Regions from separate parts of the Rattus norvegicus genome. Here region 2 is linked to region 1. The links are chromatin contacts, called in public Hi-C maps. All regions are on one chromosome and are shown on one strand. The core of a region is the stretch at or near the end of the contact, and the rest is flanking DNA. Distances in the headings are between cores, read along the strand shown. Region 1 holds the start of Mt2A (metallothionein 2A). Region 2 has its middle 15 kb from the start of Bbs2.

Region 1 (3,848 bases), core at 451-2,950:
ACACCACCCAAACCTGACTTTCTTTTTCATTGTTGCTTGTATTTTTCTGTTTGTAACCAAAGCTGGACGACTGGAACTCACTGTGTAGACTAGGCTGGCCTTGAACTCATAGAATTCTACTTGCCTCTGCCTCCTGAGTGCTCTGATTAACGGCACTGACCAATACATCCAACCTACCTACTTTCATTTTCTAAATCTAAGTCCTAACGGGAAGTGGGAACTGGGCAGGAATAACAGTACGGTGGGTTAGCTCCATGAGTTTACCGGACTTTGCGAGCCGCGACTGCCAACGACATCCTGGCTTGAGGCTGGAAGTCACAGCCCAACAGGGGCAAAGATTGCTCTGTGACCAGTCTGGAAAGGGAGCACTGGAGCACAGAAATCAATCCGGTTCAAGTTCATACCCAGGGCAACCACGGAAAGTGCCAGGAAAGGAAAGAACAGGATGTTTTCCACACATTCCATGGGCAGCCATGGGGATCCAGGAGAAAGTGATGCTTGGGCTGAGCCAAGAAGGCAGTGCCCCAGTTTACAGTAAGGGCTGAGAGGACAGCCTGTCCTGAGCTTCCGGTAACACATTTCCTGCCTTCTCAAATGACAGACATTCCATCTACGACTTTGAGTCTGATTTCAGCAGTCTTATGCAAGAGGGGAAACACCATATGCCTCCAGGGAAAGAAAATTTGGCTGCCGTCTCCACCCTTTCCCTCAGCATCCACCGTGGGTGGGGGTGGGGAGGGTTAGTGGGGCTTTCCATCCCTGTCTTTCAGAACACTACGATCTGGCCCTTTCTGCTTGGCCAACACCTGCGCAGAGTCCTAGTTCATATCCTCCCAGAATGGCCTGCTCTCCACCTCCAGCAGAGACCCCCATCATTTTTTCCTGTTCACTCTCTGCCCCCCCCCCCACCAAGAATAAGTATCCTTAGCACAAGGCTTGTGTCTTTATGGTCTCTAGTCTCTGACAACTGGCTGGAGTCTCAGTGGATTCGAACCCTCCATTCATCTTGGGCTAATGACTATGTGATTGCGCCTCCGTTTCCACTTTTCTACTGTGAAAATAATGAACACCCCAAGCTATGTTGTAAGGAAAAATGAGAGCCCTAACAGTGCCCCCAGCACGTGACACGCAGGGGGTACGTGACACGCAGGGGGTACGTAACCAAGGCCGGTAAAGTCTGGGCTAGGGCTGGTTTTTGTTACCTGTTCACACTGTCAGCTAGGTTTTCCTGTATGCGGGGTCTCCAAGCCCCGCTTTCACCCAAGTTAGCACTCAAGACGTGCTGTGGGGACTGTGTCCCCGTGGACGCTGCAGGGGGCTCGATGTCCCGCAACTCCTCTGCACCCGGCCACTTGGGCCCCAGGGCACGTGAGCAGGTTTCCTGGAACCGGTCCCCACCGGATCGCAGACCCTTTGCGCTCAGCCCTTTGCTCTCAGTCCCTGCGCCAGGAGAAAGGGGGTGTGACTCAGCGCGGGGGCGTGTGCAGGCTCTGTACCCACGTGCAAAAGGAGGGATGCTTGCAGACTTCGGGTCGTGCGCAGGCTCCCGGGCATGTGCGGGCCATTTCCCTTGAGCCAGAAGAAGGGCGTGTGCAGGCAGTGGGGAGGAGGGCAGGTGGCGCCCCGCCACCCGGGCGGAGCTTTTGCGCGCGACCCAATACTCTGGGCTATAAAGGTCGCGCTCCGCGTGCTTCTCTCCATCACGCTCCTAGAACTCTACAGCGATCTCTCGTTGATCTCCAACTGCCGCCTCCATTCGCCATGGACCCCAACTGCTCCTGTGCCACAGGTAAGGGGGGCTGCTGACGGGCCTCTGTAACCGGAGCTTCTGGGAGAGCAGGACGGACTTTTGGGCCCCTACTCTGGTAACTACTTTTAGGGTACTACTGGCTGCTCCTTCCGAACGAATTCTGGAACACTCCCGCCCCTTTTAAACTAGTCCTTGAGATAATGGCTCGCCCAAGCTGGCTGGCTTGCACCCGAGTTCTTTGGAGAACTGTGTTCAGTTATGCCCGGGTCCCGCTCACCGCGCTCCCTGCCTTCTTCCTCTAGATGGATCCTGCTCCTGCGCTGGCTCCTGCAAATGCAAACAATGCAAATGCACCTCCTGCAAGAAAAGTGAGTTGGATTTATTTTCTCTACCCTTTCCCTTCGCGCCCCTGCGGTCCCTAGCCCGCCGCACCTTCCCAGAGCGTCCAGGGTGCCTCTAACTCGGTTTCTCGCTCACGCTCAACTTTTTTCCCCCAGGCTGCTGTTCCTGCTGCCCCGTGGGCTGTGCGAAGTGCTCCCAGGGCTGCATCTGCAAAGAGGCTTCGGACAAGTGCAGCTGCTGCGCCTGAAGTGGGGGCGTCCTCACAATGGTGTAAATAAAACAACGTAGGAACCTAGCCTTTTTTTGTACAACCCTGACCGGTTCTCCACACTTTTTTCTATAAAGCATGTAACTGACAATAAAATAAAAAAACTTGACTTGATTAACCCAGCTTTGTCTGTGTTCATTGGAAATAAGGGGCTGGCAGAGGCGTTGAAATGGGATTGGTGCACCTTGATTTGGGATAAGTGGATTGATGACCCCTCTGGACTTTGATAGTCTCGAACATGGTGGGCAGAAACATGTACTGGTCACAAATGTGGGCATGTGTATATTGGGGATTAAACCCAAAGCTTCCTGCTTATAAACCAGGGTGCTCTAATGAGCCACACTCCTACCCCTAGATGCATAATGATTCTGGTTTAATTTTGGATTATTAGGCTTAAAGCAGTATGAAATACCTGTTCATAAGCTTTGGTAAATAAAATAAAAGTTGGAGTGAGTCTCATACGACTCCTCTTTGTAGTCCCAATATTTGGGAGCCTGAGGCAGAAGGATCGGTGCAACTCCGAAGCCAACTTGGTCTCAAATTCTGTTAACCTTTGATTTTGAGACCATCTTACTGTGTAACCTAAAATGGTCCTTGAACTTGCAGTCCTGCCTCAGACTTCTAGGTACTGGGATTACAGGCTCAGCTTAAAATCAGGGCTGGAGAGATGGCTCAGCGGTTAAGAGCACCCGACTGCTCTTCCAGAGGTCATGAGTTCAATTCCCAGCAACCACATGGTGGCTCACAACCATCTGTAAAGAGATCTGATGCCCTCTTCTGGTGTATCTGAGGACAGCTACAGTGTACTTATATATAATAAATGAATAAATAAAAAAATTTTAAAAAATCAGTTAAAAAATGTATATATGAGTACTCTAGCTATCTTCAGACACACCAGAAGAGAGCATCGGATCTCATTACAGATGGCTGTGAGCCACCATGTGGTTGCTGGGAGTTGAACTCAGAACCTCTGGAAGAGCAGCCAGTGCTCTTAACTGGCGAGCCATCTCTCCAGCCCCTTAAAACCCATTTATAAAAATTCAATAACATGGGCTGGACAGATGGCTCACCGGTTTAAGAGCACTGGCTGCTCTTCACCAGAGGTCCTGAGTTCAAATCCCAGCAACCACATGGTGGCTCACACCCATCTGTAATGAGATCTTACGCGTTCTGGCGTAATGCAAGCAGAAAAGACATCAGTAACGTGAACAAAACCATGAAAAGTACTGTAAACACTATAAATATCCAAGGGTGTGCCTTGCAGTTTGGAGACTAAATGGCACATGTCCAACCTAGAGCTCCCATGAGGAACTGCCCATCTCTGGTATACAGGGACACGGACAGGATTTTTTTTTTCCTCTTCCAGAGAGCCCTGTGATAGGACTTGGCTGTCAGTCTGGAAGTTCTTCTCAAGGTCAGGCAGAAATCTACCTACCCCTCACTCCATACCAACCCCTGGCAATTTAAGCAAAGTAACTAGAAATTTGG
Region 2 (4,295 bases), core at 1,467-3,966, 61 kb before region 1:
ACACAATGGACTGAGGCGTCCCAAGATGCATTAAAGTAAAGGACCTGGGACTCTTCCTCTTGCCTCTAACTCAGATCTGGGGCCTCACAAATGTGAGGGACAGACAGATACTTAGCAGATGGGCCCAGAGGGTCTTCTGTGTGCCATCCCTCATGGAGAATCTGGGCTCTAGTTGGTTAGGTGGTGAGCACTGTCCTTGGCAGGGCTGCCCAAGCCAATTAATACGCCAAAAGCACTTTGAAGGTTAAATTGTCTATAAAAAGGTCTGGTTCCCACAGCTGCCAGCAGCGAGGCAGGGACAGCCTAGGGAGAGGGCCATGCCAGTGATGGTGTAGATTCTAAGCTGTGGGAATTCCTGAGCAGGAATGCTTGGGGATGGAGGTTAAGCTCCACCCCTCTCCTCTGGTCCCAGAAGAGTCAACTTTACAAGGTCAAACTTTACAAGTTCAGCGTCAGTGACAGATGCTGGTGCTGATGACGCTGAAACTAGGAGTTCCCCGACTGTGCTAGGAGTCACTTGGTCTCTTCAGTAAGCCAGCTCATTTTTAAAGTTATACTTCCATTGGAAGTCGATTCTTTTCTCACGGCAATATATTCTGATTACGGTTTCCCCTCCTTCTATTCCTCCCAGTTCCCCCCCACCTCCCTTCCAGATCCCCTCCCTTTGTCTTTCATTAAAATCTATTTTCAATTAGCTAATTAAGAGCACATGATTTTAAAGAGGATCTGGGTTTGGTTCCCAGTGCCACATGACAGCTCACACCATCTGTAACACCAGGCCCAAGAAGCCTCTTCTGCACTCCATAGGTAACTACATTCACACGGTGCACATACATGCATGGTGCATATACATGCATGCAGGCAAGACACTCACCATTCACTAAAACTACTCATCCTAGGCACTAACCGTTGTGAAGTGTGCATGATAATCTCTTGCTTTTCCTTCTCATATGCACTAAGGCTGTAAGGGACTTCCTTTTCTGTAAACAGTCTAAAAGCTCTGGTGAGCAGAGGATGCTGGACTGCACCTTACCTTCCTTCCTTCCTTCTCTCTTTTAAGATGGATTTGTTATTCATTCATCTATTTAATGAATATGAGTACATTGTAGCTGTCTTCAGACAGAACCAAAAGGCATCAATCCTGTTACAGATGGTCATAAGCCACCGTGTGGTTGCTGGGAATTGAACTCAGGACCTCTGGAAGAGCGGCCAGTGCTCTTAACCGCTGAGCCATCTCTCCAGCCCTCATTTTCCTTCTTCTTCTGTGTGCCTGGGCTTCAGTTTCCCCACAGCCAGGTTTCTTGCAGGTCTTATCCACACCAGTGAAAAGCTGACCAAGCCTGAGGGACACTGCTGCCCCTGCCTGTCCCTACACTTCCCATCTCTGCCCTATTTGCACTGCCTGTGACCACAGTCTTCTCTCCGGAGCCTGCTCTGTCCCCCTCTGCTGTATACAGCACATGACCACTCCCCCCACCACACCCCCAGCACTTTTGTTTGTTTTGGACAGGGTCTTGGTATATAGCCCAGGCTTGCCTTGAATTCTCTGTATAGTCCAGACTGGCCTTGAACTTGTGGCAGTCCTCTTGAATGCCTTCACTACCCCATTGTGCCTTTCCAGCAACTTCTAAGTCCTCTTACTCTATGCCCTTGCCACCTTCTAACAAACCATACGCTCAACATGGTGATGGATTTCTTCCTTTTGCCCTCCCTCTGAATGTGAATTCTACAGGAGCACAGATACGCATCACTTTTGCTCATGACCATTCTCACCGGTGCATATTTCTCCCAGTTGATGCTACGCCTTCCAGACCCTTCATCTCCAGACATACTGACTGAATTCATTGAACCCCATTCCCATTATCATGGACATGTAGGCCTTTCCTAATGTCTTAAAAGCAAGACAGCATTTGAATATTCTGGTGCGGCTCATGTTTCAGGGAACCCATATCTAAACACATCTGCTTCCCCAAAGCTGCTCCATGAACATGCCTTTAATTTTTGGATCTCTGCTTATCATACTGATCATTGAAATGTTTTCTGGTTGTTACTTTAATTTGCATCTCTATTAGCATAAATGGAGATGAGTATCTCACTGGTTCTAACTGACATTTGTATTATTTTTTTTTCCCTCCATGATTTTCCTGGACAGCACACAAACTCACCTTTCCCCTGGGGAACCCTTTAGTCCCTTGTCCCCAGTTGAGCCCTTTGTAGACCTGCACCTCTGCTGTATCTAGACCACTGTATGTCTTATCACACCCAAGGCTTCCACTCTAATTTTTCAGTGCTGTGGACTGAACTCAGTGCCCCTTCCACCCCCACGTTTTAGGGAAGTGATCTACCTTTGAGGTATATCCCCAGCCCAGCTCAGCTCTTCTTCAGGTACCTCTAGCTATACCGCCAGAGGCCATCATTAACCCCAGCCGTTGCATCCAGGACTCCCTGTCCCTCCTGTCTGCCTGTCCCATCCCATGCCTGTCCCAAGACTGCGGCATGCCTGCCTGCCCACATCAGAGAAACAAAACTTCCCAGAGCCTCTGCATTTCTCTCTTTGTTCAGAACAGAACGGTTCATTCTCCAGCAGGCCCCAAAGAGCCCTTTTGTGCTATATCCATTCCAGGAGGCCTTTCAGTGTTCTCTGGAAGAGAAAAGCATTGCAGGATGCTGGCATCCTAAGAACCTGGTTAATGAGAGCTGCAGGCGCCCTGGTTCCATTAGTAGGCTAGCAACGTGCACAGCCAAGCTCCAGCTCCTCCCACTCAGCTGGCTGTGATAGCCCTGTGTATGGCAGAGATAGGATTTTGCTTTTGCTCCTCTAGCATGGACAAGGGAAGCTCCATAGAACATTTTTTTCCTCCCTAATATTTGGCTGTCAGTCATCATTTGACCATATTTTTGTTAAGAACAGAGCCCAGGCTTTGGACTCAGATAATGGGGAATCAAACCCTCATTCTGCAGGTGGATGGTTTCTTTTCTTTTCTTTTTTTTCTTTTTTTTTTTTTTAGGTAGATTATCTCTTGACACTAGCATTCTTGTCCCAGATATGGACGTGCAAAGGACCCGCTTTTGCTGGAGCTGAGCATTTGCAAGTGCGATGCTGGCACCAGAATTAGAAGTGATTGGCCAGGCTTCTTGTCTAAGGACAGAACACCAAGAAAATAACTGTGTGTGGTGGGGCATATATGTAATCCCAGAATTTGGGAAGTAGAAGGAAAAGGATGTGGAGTTCAAGGATAGCCTCGGCTATATAGTGAGTTCGAGGCTAGCCTGGAGTCCATGAAACCCTGCCTCCTAAAAAAGACTAAGCTAAAACACACACACACACACACACACAGAGACACACACACACACACACCAAGAAGAAAACCTCTGAAATGTAGAGTTCTGTAATCAAACCCAAATATTTCTTTCTGAGTTGAAGCTCAGAAACTCTTTTTTTTAAAAAGATTTATTTATTTATGTGTGTAAGTACACTGTTGCTCTCTTCAGACACACCAGAAGAGGGCATCAGGTCTCATTACAGATGAACGTGAGTCACCACGGGGTTGCTGGGATTTGAACTCAGGACCTCCGTAAGAGCAGTCAGTGCTCTTAACCGCCGAGCCATCTCTCCAGCCCCAAAACAGAACTTTTATCCTAGTTCCAAAGTCTCTGTGACTTAGCCCCACCGCATTCCAAGTTGCTAGTTCCACACGGCCCTAAGCTCTGGGCTCTGGCCAGCGTCAGTGTGCCCAGGTTTGTGAATTCTAGCCTGCCCTCTTGTTTCCCTGTAGCTCCCGAGCCTGAAAGCTACCTCCATGTACGATAGTTTTCCACAGCCCTCCTCAGCTAACTTCTGTTCAGCAGTCAGGTTTCTGACAAAGGATCCCTCACCTGGAAGGGCAAAAGCCTCTTAAATCTGTGCATACGAACCCCATCTGATATTGCACGTAGGGGCTAGAGAGATGGCTCAGCGGTTAAGAGCACTGGCTGCTCTTCCGGAGGAGCTTGGGTTCAGATCCTAGCAGAGGCAGTATCTAGGCCACCGAAAGCTATTGTGAGAATGGGGGGGGGGGTGGAGAGGCAAGATATTGTTCCTAGTTTTGCTGTATTCTGGAAGCTGAGGCTTTGCCCCCCACGTTGCTAGCCTACTGATGGGACTAGGGCACCTGCAACTCATTAACCAGGTTCTTAGGATGCCAGCATCCTGCATCTTGTACATCTCAGGATGCACCCATTTGTGTGTGTGTGTGTGTGTGTGTGTGTGTGTGTGTGTGTGTGTGTGTGTGAGAGAGAGAGAGAGAGAGAGAGAG

What was found. A called contact is a pair of places that touch in the nucleus more often than the background predicts.
Region 2: a contact with region 1 is called in a Hi-C map of prefrontal cortex, with 2.7 times the contacts expected there. The contact joins the enhancer-like site here to the promoter of Mt2A in region 1. A contact is called at or near these places in 7 of 12 Hi-C or Micro-C datasets (the A7r5 cell line, frontal cortex, hepatocytes and 3 more) and 1 of 1 datasets of contacts at active chromatin or transcription factors (oligodendrocytes).

What each region holds. Positions count from the first base shown.
Region 1 is chr19:10,836,560-10,840,407 of GRCr8, reverse strand. Mt2A (metallothionein 2A) reads left to right here and starts at 1,700. Exons shown (of 3, transcript NM_001137564.2): 1 at 1,700-1,789; 2 at 2,053-2,118; 3 at 2,248-2,474. The coding sequence starts at 1,762. The coding sequence ends at 2,339.
Region 2 is chr19:10,898,177-10,902,471 of GRCr8, reverse strand. No RefSeq gene overlaps it. Among named protein-coding and RNA genes, the nearest start is that of Bbs2, 15 kb to the left of the region's middle. Within about 2 kb of position 2,716, at least 47 of the 93 cell types and tissues checked have an H3K27ac peak or open chromatin away from gene starts, as enhancers often do. A contact at or near this core is called in prefrontal cortex, where this site is marked.